2 separate regions of the Mus musculus genome follow, and region 2 is linked to region 1. A link is a contact called in public HiChIP or PLAC-seq data. All regions are on one chromosome and are shown on one strand. Each heading gives the region's core, a stretch centred on a gene start, on an enhancer-like site or on the middle of the called end of the contact. The rest is flanking DNA. Distances are from core to core; before and after follow the strand shown. Region 1 has its middle 21 kb from the start of Krt20. Region 2 holds the start of Krt23 (keratin 23).

What was found. HiChIP or PLAC-seq counts read pairs in DNA pulled down with a chosen protein or histone mark.
Region 2: an HNF4G HiChIP or PLAC-seq map of pancreatic cancer cells shows a contact between it and region 1. The contact joins the promoter of Krt23 here to the enhancer-like site in region 1. A contact is called at or near these places in 4 of 39 promoter capture datasets (the 3T3-L1 cell line, epiblast stem cells, liver and 1 more), 2 of 484 Hi-C or Micro-C datasets (both in liver), 3 of 115 datasets of contacts at active chromatin or transcription factors (embryonic stem cells, extraembryonic endoderm stem cells and pancreatic cancer cells) and 1 of 9 other capture datasets (liver).

What each region holds. Positions count from the first base shown.
Region 1 is chr11:99,456,713-99,462,348 of GRCm38.p6, forward strand. No RefSeq gene overlaps it. Among named protein-coding and RNA genes, the nearest start is that of Krt20, 21 kb to the left of the region's middle. Within about 2 kb of position 2,344, at least 16 of the 459 cell types and tissues checked have an H3K27ac peak or open chromatin away from gene starts, as enhancers often do. A contact at or near this core is called in pancreatic cancer cells, where this site is marked.
Region 2 is chr11:99,490,690-99,496,325 of GRCm38.p6, forward strand. Krt23 (keratin 23) reads right to left here and starts at 2,431. Exons shown (of 8, transcript NM_033373.2): 1 at 1,980-2,431. The coding sequence starts at 2,375.

The sequences.
Region 1 (5,636 bases), core at 1,094-3,593:
TGTGACAACACATGATGGAGAGGATGTGGAGAAAGAGGAACACTCCTCCATTGCTGGTGGGATTGCAAACTGGTACAACTCTGGAAATCAATCTGGAGGTTCCTCAGAAAATTGGAAATAGATCTACCTGAAGACACAGCTATGCCACTCTTGGGAATATACCCAAAAGATGGCCCACCATGCTACAGGGGAACGTGTTCCACTATGTTCATAGTGGCTTTATTTGTGATATCCAGAAGCTGGAAAAAACCTAGATGTCCCACGACAGAAGAATGGATACAGAAAATGTGATTCATTTACACAATGGAGTACTACTCCTCTATTAAGAATGAGGACATCTTGACTTTTGCAGGCAAATGGATGGAACTAGAAAATATCATCCTGAGTGAGGTAACTCAGACGCAAAAGGGCATGCATGGTATGTACTTACTAATAAGTGGATATTAGCCAAAACAAAAACAAAAACAAAACAAAAACCCCATACAGAACACACAAGTTATAGTCCACAGAATTCAAAAGGCTCTATAAGCTGAGGTGCCCAAGTGAGGATCCTTCAGTCCCACTTGGAGAGAGAAGAAAGCAATCATAAGTGGGGAAGGAGGGAGGGACTTGGGAGGGAAAGGAGATGGGGAGGGGGAAACCTGATCTGGTATTGGGTGAGGGAAAAGGACTGAAGCCCCGAGAGCCTGCAGAAAGAAGGTAAACAGGCAACCTCAGGAAATGGGAGGTTAGGGGACACCCCCCCCCCAGTGCACCAGAGACCTGGGAGGTGAGGGGCTCCCAGGACTCACAGGGAGGGACCTTTGATGAAATGTTCAACAGTAGGGAGAGGGAATTTATAGAGCCAACATCCAGCAGGAAGACAGGACATCAAGTGAGGGATGGGGTTGCCATCCCACAGTTACACCTCTGACCCATAATTGTTCCTGTCTGAAAGAATTACAGGGGTGGAAATGGAAAGGAGCCTGAGAAAAAGAAGGTCCAGTGACAGGCCCAAAGTGGGATCCAGGTCAAGGGGAGGTCCCAAGGCATGACACTGTTGTTGAGGATATGTAGTGCTCACAAAAAGGGATCGATCATGACTCCACCCCCCAAAAGACCCAACAAGCAGCTGAAAGAGTCAGATGCAGATATTTGCACCCAACTAATGGATAGAAGCAGTTAACCCCTGTTGTTGAATTAGGGAAGGCTGAAAGAATTTGAGGAGTAGGGCGATCCTATAGGAGGACCAGCAGTCTTAATTAATCTGGACCCCTGAGAACTTTCAAACACTGGACCACCAAATAGACAGCATATACCAGCTGATATGAAGTCTCCCAACACACATACAGTAGAGGACTTGCAGGTCTGTGTTCATTCAGAGATGATGCACCTAACCCTCAAGAGACTGGAGGCCTCAGGGAGTTTAGAGGTCAGATGGGGTGGAGGGTGGGGGCATCCATGTGGAGATGGGTGTGGTGGGGAGGAGGTGTGGGATGTGGAGCAGTTGGAGGGTGGGAGGGGAGGGTTGGGGAATGGAATATGGAGTGTAAAAAATGAATTACAAATAAAATAAAACCAAAACCAAAACCAAAAAACTTGTTCTAAGGTGAGAGAGGTGTTATCATTTTGCAACCCCAATTCAGGAAAATTACTGGTTATTTTTACGTCTCTCACATGCAAACTCAAATGGGTGAATAATGGCTTTTTATGCTCTCTGTGTCTTTCATGGACACTGTGAAAGTTACCAGAAACAATGTCATATGTCAGGGTGAGGGGAGACAAAAGCTAATACACAAATAAAGACTGTCAAAAATATTAAAAAAGAAGAAGAAAAAGAAGAAGAAGAAGAAGAAGGAGAAGAAGAAGAAGAAGAAGAAGAAGAAGAAGAAGAAGAAGAAGAAGAAGAAGAAGAAGAAGAAGAAGAAATGTGTGGGTTAATGTCAGAATAGCCAAGAGTCTTTGGAGAAGAGGATTTAGGCATAAGAGACAAGGAATGCTCATTTTATTTTATTTTATTTTATTTTATTTTATTTTATTTTATTTTATTTTATTTTATTTTATTTAGGACCAGCCTTATAGGGCATTGATATTCATCCGCTCATTCATTCACAAATAATCATAAATAAATATGAGTGTGTGTTCTGCTCTGTTGTAGATACTGGGAATACAGTAGTGAAAAAATACAGGTGTCTGTCCCGTGGAGTCCAGTTTGGGTGTGTGTGTGGGGGGGGGAGGGGCTGGAGGGGCAGAGGGTGAGTCAGAGGCCACACAAGAAAGGGTTGGTGAGGCACTCTTATGAGCAATGAGGCCAGGCCCGGCTCCGACGGTAAAAAAGACATCTGAATGAAAGCCTGGAAGAGTCGTGATGTCTGGGGTCAGAGAGCTTCCTGGTGCAAAGTCTGGGGTATGAGTGTGTGGGTGGAGCACCCTGGCCTAGTGCTGGTGCTCGGAAGAGGAAGGTGGAATGGCAGAAAAGGAAGGTAGACAGGGGGCAGGACCTACAGACAGGTGTGTCCTACAAGAGCTGTGTGACTTTAGAAGGTATCAAAGTTTGTCCATGCAGGAATTCAGCAGCCATAGAGTCCACACTCGATAAGCACCGATTAATGAACCACTTTTTCAAAAATGTCATTTAAAACGATTTCAGTCACCGATAGGAGGACGGTCAGTGTCAGTGGCAACACACACACAGATTTCCATGAAAATGAAAGCTGACGGGCGGGTGTGCACTATAGATGACTTAGGATTCGAGCCCCAAGACCTCCCAAGTCAAGGCGGGAACTTAGGCTGGGGGGGACGAGGGAGACTCTGAGCGCCTAGCTGCTTTTCCTTCTTGCACCCGCTCTGCACCTCTCCCTTCCGTCCTGCTCCCGATCATTAGAATTTCTTAGCAACACTGTAAATGATGGCTCACACCTATTAATCTTAATACTTGGGAGGTTGAAGCAGTGGGATGATAAGTTTGAGGTCCGCTTGGGCTAAGTAGAGAGACTTTGTCTTAAACAATGCTAGTTCTTCATAAAAAACACAATACTCTTATTTATGTGTTAATCAGAATTTATTTTGCTTTTTTATTGATTAATTTTCTTGCTTGGTATTTCCATAATGTATTGGGATTACTCTCTCCCTCTCCTTTTTTTTTTTTTACCCCCCGCCTCCATCCCTATCAACAATACTTCCCATCCCTACCAGTCTTTTTCCAAGCTTCATGGTTTTGGGTTTTATTTTGTGAACCATTTAGTTAAACCAGGGTCATCTTTGTACTCACAGGATGGGAAGTATCCACTGGGGGCCAATGGGGCACACTGATAGGTACACAACCAAAGGCATTGATTTCTCTAATCTCCAAAGTATCAGTAGCAAACAGCTCAGAAGTGAGGGGAACTCCCCTGCCTCCGGACTCCCTCTACCATCCATGTCCAGCTGCCTAGTGCAAGCATCCACAGCTGCTATGAGCCCACGACTGCAGTGGCTGTGTTTTACCCAGAACATAACAGTTTGCATTTCTTCTCCCCACCCTCTGGCTCTCAGGTTCTTTCTTCCTCCTGCAAGGTTCCCAGAGCCTTAGAGCAGGTGGTAGAAATGTCTCACTTAGGGCTGAGCACACGTCTGCTACGTATTCTCAGCATCTTGTGCATCCATGAGTTTCTGCCTTTTCCATTGTTCACTGGAAAGAAACACTTTCCTGGCCAAGGCTGAGAGTAGCATTTGTCTACTGGCATATGCATAGATATTTAGATGACAGCTCAATATTGTCAATTTAGCTAAACAACAGTGTTTAGTTCCCTCCTAGAACCTATGATCTCTCCTGTCTTTTTTTTTTTTTTTGGCCAGATTTACAGAACCAGGCAGGAATTCTTGCCTATGGAGTAGATCTAAATTCCAATCAAAGAATAACTGACCATCTCCTTAACAGCAATATAACTATTGCGCATGTCTGCGTATCTACTTGACAGGTTGTTCGGCTGACTGGTGGGCCTCAGTTGGGTAAGAACATTGCTTGTTCCCCCAGTAGCCTCCATAGCATCCTTGGGGACTATGAAACTAGTAGGTGTGGAGGAAGCTTCCAGCTCATTTCTAAGTGATTTCTGTGTTTCATGCATCCTATGAGTGTGGCCTTACCATCTAGCTCTGATAGGCATTCAAGAAGACTTGTAAAAGCCTATACTGTTTGGGTGGTCTCTGAGATCTCCTTGACTAACAACTTATAAAGAGGCATTCTACCATTGGCATTGGGGTTTTTGTTGAACAGTTCACAGAAACTGAAAAAAAAAGTCACGGAGACATAAATGTAAAATGCTGACTTGGTCATTATACATTATGGACACATATTCTGAACACAAGAAACATGTACAATGAAAATAATAAGAAAAAAGAATCTATAAGAAAAATAGTTTAATGCTGGGCAGTGGTGGCACATGCCTTTAATCTCAGCCCTTGGGAGGCAGAGGCAGGTGGATTTCTGAGTTCGAGGCCAGCCTGGTTTACAGAGTAAGTTCTAGGACAGTCAGGGCTATACAGAGAAACCCTGTCTAAACAAAACAAAACAAAACAAAACAAAACAAAACAAAACAAAACAAAACAAAACAAAACAAAACAACAACAACTCAGCACAGCCAGGAGTGGTGGGTGGTACAAGTTTATGGTACCTAGAATTACTTCGTAGAATTTGGGAGGTGGAGGCAGGAAGATTTATAACTAAAGGCTGTCCTGAGATGCATAGTGAGACATTGCCTCAACAAGCCCCAGCCTCAAATCAGTCTATCCTTCTAAAAAAAGAAAAGAGAAAGAAAAAGAAAGAAAAACCAACAGTCCTGTGTCATCTAGGCACAAGAGTGAAAGTCTGTCTCTCCTTGGGACTCAGTCAGGCCTGAGGGCGGCTTTCCACAGCTAGGCGGATGCAGGTGGAGCTGGGCTAAAGGAAGGAGGAGTGGGCACAGTGGGTAGAGTGGAAGATAAAGCCACAGGCCATGTCTGCCCGATGTCACAAGATTGCTATTTAATACTGGAGATTTCACCATCCTTACAAGAACACCTTGTGGAGCCTTTCTTTTACCGAAGGTCCGAACTTGGGTTCCCGGAGTCATTCTATGGCACTGACCTGGGGTGAGAGTGTGATGGATAGCAACATAATGAGATGCTTCCCCTGTGAATGAGCAGGGGCCTCTTATTCATGGGGTTTACCCGGCTTCACGTTCCTCAGCTCCTGTTCCAGGAGGCTGGAGGGTGGACCTTTGCCCACATGCGAGTTGACTGAGTAAGGGTATAAAGTCCAAGTGCATTGGGGGAGGTCCCTCCCGTCTTACACCCTGACAAATGGAACAGCAACAGTCTCCAAAGGAACTTCCCAAGGGTGGATCCATCTCATAATTACAGGCTAGCTGCAGAATGGGTCAGTGGTCTACATTTCAATAAAGGAGCCTGTAGGAGGGAACTCTGAAGGCTGGGCGTGACAATGAATACACAGCTAAGGAGGAGAGAGACACAGAGAGACAGAGAGAAACAGAGAGAGAGAGAGGGACACACAGAGACACAGAGACAGACAGACATGCAGAGGTGGGGGAGTTTCATTAATTTGTCTTAAAGAGGGAAAAAATCGCCCCCAAGTCTTTTCTCTGGGGCTGGGGAGATGACTCTCAGTAAAGTGACCGCTT
Region 2 (5,636 bases), core at 1,181-3,680, 34 kb after region 1:
GGAGAGACCAGCCCCAGGTGACTGAGGAATCCCTTAGGACCTGGCAGAATGACAGGAATGACAGGAACCTCAACCTCCAAGAGTGACACTCTTCCAAACCAGAGAAGATGAAACATCCAAAGTACAAGTCGAGAAAAACATGAACTTTGACCTATTTGGCCCGAGAATCCAGAGGTCTGCCCCTGTTGAGAGTGGGCTGGCTGTCTTTACTCATAGTTGAACCTACTCCTTATCTCCGTCCCCGCCCCCAATTCCATTCTAAAGAATTTAGAAAAGCAGGTATAAGAAGTATCCAGTTTCAGTCCCCTGGTCTGGAAGTTGGGGATAAAAATATTTGCCTCCCAGATCTGTGAGAATTGAACGTTGTGAACTATGTGTGACATGGGCTGTTCTGTCAACCCGCCGCATGATCCATGGGACTAAGACATGCATTTCATCTTTGTATGAGGCTATTGAGTTGGTATCACGCAGGGTGGAGGTTGGATCATTTGAAACAGACCTGAGGGGAAGTCCCACCCTGCCCTTGGCTGCTGGCTTGGAGGTTATTTCACAGTTTTGAACTTTAGTTTCCTAACAGAGTTGCAAGAATTACGTCAGATAACATAGATGAGTCCAGTTGTGGCAGAAAGCCCTTCGCACAGATTTAACACCCTCCACACCGCACGGCATACAGGAAATGCTCAATAATTGTTCCCTCCCCTTTCTTTCCTCTCCCTACTTCTCTCTCTGGTTGGACTGCCTGCTGTTGGAGCAGGTGTAATCTGGTATTTCTTTTGGGAGTCATGCTCCCAGCTTTCCATCTGTAGACATCATCTTTCCCCTCCATTCTAAAACCAAAGCAACTTCATGAAACGAAAAAACAGCGTGAGGATGTTGAGTCACCTTGTTTTCTTCACAGAGACGACCGCGCACTCTGTAGTTAAGGCAATTACGCACTTGGTTATTAGGCCGATTATTCAATAATTAGGGGTCATTACAAGGACAGATTTATGTTATCTTGATTGGTCCTTCCTACATTCAAGCAAAGATGGCTGAGCATTGTGAAATAATATGGTATTAATATTGGAAGCCTGCAATGGCCTTTCCGGGGGTGCGGGGGTTAAATCATGCTCCTTCATACAAAGGGAAGGGTTATAGCTTTAAGAACACAACTGTGAGATGACTGTCACCCCTCTGCTTGTATCCAGGCATCCCAGAAAGTAGAAGCTGAGCATCTTAGGTGTTTGACTGGGAAGCATGGTATTCTTTGGGAAGCCCATCTCTCCAGTTTTTAAATGCCCAATTTTACTATTCTCACCCCCCCACCCCCAGCAATATGCCTTTATCAGAAGTGTGACCCACTTTATCTTTTAGCAGTTCCTAGAAAAATATCCAGGGATGTCCACGATCTATCTGCTGCTGGAGAGACAGCTTTTTCCGCATGACCTACACAGTAGCGTAACTCAGCCTTTTGTTGATAGAGAGTCACACTGTCGTCAGGCCTCTGAGGTGGAGCAGAACTGATCTGATTTGGAAGCAAATTCTCTCCTGGGCCTTGTGTACCGAGGGTGCACCCTGCATAGCAGCCTTATCATTTCTGTGATGTCGTTGGATCTTACGTGATACTTGCACGGTGACAGGCTGTCTGACACTCCTAAGGCTCACATATTTGGTTCACCCCCCGCCCCACCCCCCCATGTTTTAAAGTGTGTAGAAAACCAGGCAGTTTTGCTGTTTAAAAGATAGTGTATAGTAAATCTGAAATGTTTGCTGTCTGGTTTCTACATCATTTGCAGAGAGGAAATTATTTTTATAAACAGATTTCCCCGAATCCATCCATACTTAAGCTATAGCAGTAAGATTTGGGTGAGCAGTACTTGAGCTGAGTTCTTTTTGCTGTTTGCCCTGGGAACTGCCATGCACACAGTCTGGTTCCCCCTCCCTCTATCCTCTCTGGGTATGGCAGTACCATAGCTACAGGGTCTCTCTCAGTGTCTTACCTGCTCCTGCAGGCGGCTGATGTTTTCCTCATACTGGGAATAATCCTTTCTGTGGCTGGGTTCTCTCTCCTGATGCCACCTTAGTATACGGGTTTCCAGCTTCGAGTTAGCCTCCTCTAGAGCCCGCACCTTCTCCAGATATGTGGCCAGGCGATCGTTGAGATTCTGCATGGTGGCCTTGCCATTGCCACCTAGCAGGGGACTGCTTCTTCCAGACCCCCATGATCCTCCAGGAGGCAGGCAGCCTGGCGTGGTGAAGGAAAGGGAGATGCGGACACCCCCTGCGCCTCCATGGACACTCGGTGCCCGATGGCAGCTCCCCTGCCGCCCCCGGGTGCTTCCGAGGCTGTGGACAGAGGCCGAGTAGGTCTGGTTAAAGCTGTGGCTGGAGTTCATGGTCCCATCTGTGTATGGAGCAGGGCTATCTCAGCTCTCTGACGCTCACAGGACTGAACTGCCTCAGACTGCTTGAGATGGTTTTATGCCCTTTGCTGTGGGAGTTTCCTTCTCTGACAACTGTACCGACAAGATCCTATCATTGTGCAATGTGTGTTTCCTCTTGGTCAATCCGGAGGTGCCCCTGGGCCAACACACTCTGCTGTTGTTGTTTAGAACCACGTGAATATGCCAGTTACCACCTCCCTCCCAGTGGTAACCCGGAGGCGTGGCCCAGGCCACCAGGTGGGTAGCAGATCTCAGATGTCTTTCTAATCTCGCAGTGGAAAATTTCCAATGTACATTCGCCCAAAAAAGGTCAGATTAAAGTCCACAGTAAGACTGGTGTGGTATAGCTTTTCTTTTAAAAAAAACCAACCATTAATCTCTCTCACACACACAGTGCTCCAGATAAACCCTCTTACACCAGGATAAGAAAGACTTACAAGGTTAGAACCAGAACAAACCAGAATCTCAAGTCCTGGAGGAAATCTGCTCCCGTGCGGAAGGAAACAGAGAGGGCTCTGAATATCTGATTCCTTTGTGTCTGCTGCCGTTTGATGGAAAGTAATTTCAAAGGAATCACTCTTCAGAACAAACCCTCAATTACAGTCGTAATTAATTAATGAATGACTGGCCTTCCGCTTCCAGGATGCCTTTGATCCCAGCACACCTCAAAACCAAACAAGCCAGCCTGTGCCTGGGATGTCCCTGGGCTCCAGGGAGGAAAAGATGGCTTTGCTATTTGACCAGTAGCCCTGGGCAGTCTCTGTTTTTTTTGGTTGAGTCCCCGGACCATTGACCTGTATGCGATCTACAGCAGGGGCTATGAAAACAGGAAGCCCGTCGTGGTGGTCTGACATGTGTGATGCATCTTAACTTTCTGCCAAGGCAGAGGTTGAGAGTGAATAATGATGTAGTTTGGGGCAAGGGCTCTGTGCTGGTTACTGGTGACTCCATTTAAAGATGACGTAGAAATAAGCTGTCAGGGTCTATGGAGATAGTTCAGAGGGTCAGGGTCCTTGCTGGGCCAGCCATGCACACAGTCTATGTGTATCCCCAGAGTCTATGTGTGGTGTTGCTATTACACCTTTCCGTTGTTGGTGTGAGTGCAGAGACAGGAGGGTCTCTGGGGCTTGGAGCCCACCAGTGTAACTCCTGGTTTAAGGAGAGACTCTGTCTCAGTGGAATAAGGTAGAAGGTGACAGAGGAGGACACCCAGTGACCTTTGCTGCTTTCTGGTGTGCTCATCCTCTCCCACCCCCATGCTCACAAACATGAGGCACACATACATACGAAACAAAAAATAAAATGTCAGTTATCAGAAGAGACTTTGGTGTCACTCTTCAATGCCACCAACTGCACAGATCAGGGAAAATGAGGCCTGTATGGGATATGGGGAGGATGAACTGAGTTAGGGAAGCCACATAGCACTGCTATCAGTCACAAAGAGGTCCTGTACAGGACCATAATGGTACTTCTTCCATAATGGTAATGGACCTTCTCTGCCTCCTAGACATTGTTTAATCCTTATAACAACTATTGGGTTGTGTGTGTGTGTGTGTGTGTGTGTGTGTGTGTGTGTGTAGGGGGCTACTGAGAATGGAGCCTATAACCAGGGGTAGGCAAACACTGCCCAGTTATAATACACTTTGCTGATAAAGGACCAGGGGTTCGCAGAGGTGAGTGATTCGAGGCTATTTGCATGTGCAGTGTAGTTGAGTACAAGACTTTGTCTCTTCCTTGCAAAGATAGGTTTGAAGGTTGTTTCCTTCAATAATCATTTTCTGAATTCTCTGGAATGAATTTGGTGCCCTGCCAGCAGGGCATGACCTCATCTAGATCCAAGGTCTTCCTACAGAATGGGCCACTTGGTATCTCTGCTCTGCTGCAGAAGCCAGAACCACCACAGGGTCCAGGAGTTTCTGTGCTTAGTGAGGATCGTTATTACTCTTTCCATACTTGAGGCAGAGTCTCATGTAGCTGGGGCTGACCTTCAACTTGCTGTGTAGCTGCGGAGGGCCTTGAACTTATGATTCTCCTGTTTCTGCCTCTTGAGTGTTATAGGCACACATCGGATGTTCTTTATGTAGTTCTGGGAGTAAAGTCTCAGAGCGTTTTACACAGTAGGCAAGACCTCTACCAGCCAAGCCTGGTCAGACCATCTCACTACTGATCACACCACACTGTACATTGTTTCACGCCCCTGAGACTGCAGCCTTTTGGGATGCAGGGTTGAGTCTTCCACCTTCTAAGTACCACTGCTTGGTCAGAGCACTGGAATACTGAAAGCTTTTCATGAATGGTGTTGTTTCATAAACTCAGTATTGATGTTTTCTAGAGTTAGAATTTTAACTCGGGCCCTTCCATACCATTTTCTCCTAGCCCTGTGAGGTGAATAAACTCAACTTAGGAAAAGCCAATCCAATTATTGCCCATTCCAAATATAAATAAAACCATTGAATCACACCAGACCTGCTCTTTCTGCATCAAAAACTGATCAAAGAATGACCCTGGATTTTCCTTATGTCACCACCAAACTGCTGCAAAGCTATAGTTGTGACTGCAGAAAGTTCAGTGGTTCTTAGAAGGGGAGCTTGGGACTGCTTATGTCCCCCAATGAGAAAAGAAGAAAAAAAGGTAGTGCTTTGCTTCAATGTCCCTCCCAAAATTCACACTGGGATTTTTAATTTGTACTGTAAAGTATGCAGAGGTGGCACCAAGTGAGACTTTTAGTGGCTCTGCCTTCACAGATGGATGCATTTATGTATCAATGGGTTGGTTGGTTAGCAGGTTATCCTGAGAGTGAATCTCTTATAAACTGCAGTCTGGCTCCATCTCTGGTTCCCCTCACCACATGATAACCTGTCCTTCAGCAGGACTCTCCAGAGAGTCCCCACAGGCAAGACAACCCTCACCAAATGTGACATGACACCTCAGGCTTGAACTCCATGGGCTCTCGAATGGTAAGAAATGAACCTCTAAGCTATTCTGTTATACTAATAGAAAAAAAGACCAAGAGAGATGGAGAGAGGCAGTTAGTGGAAGTGTTGTCCTTTGAATCTGAAATGTCCCTCAAAGGCTCAAGTTTTGAATATTCCCAACTGGTATGGCTGTTCTGGAAGGCTGGGCGACCTTTAGGTAGTGGGAATAGCTGATGGGAAGAGGCTACGGTGAGAAGGCACTGGAAGGTTACTCCTCACAATAACCTCCCGGATTTTA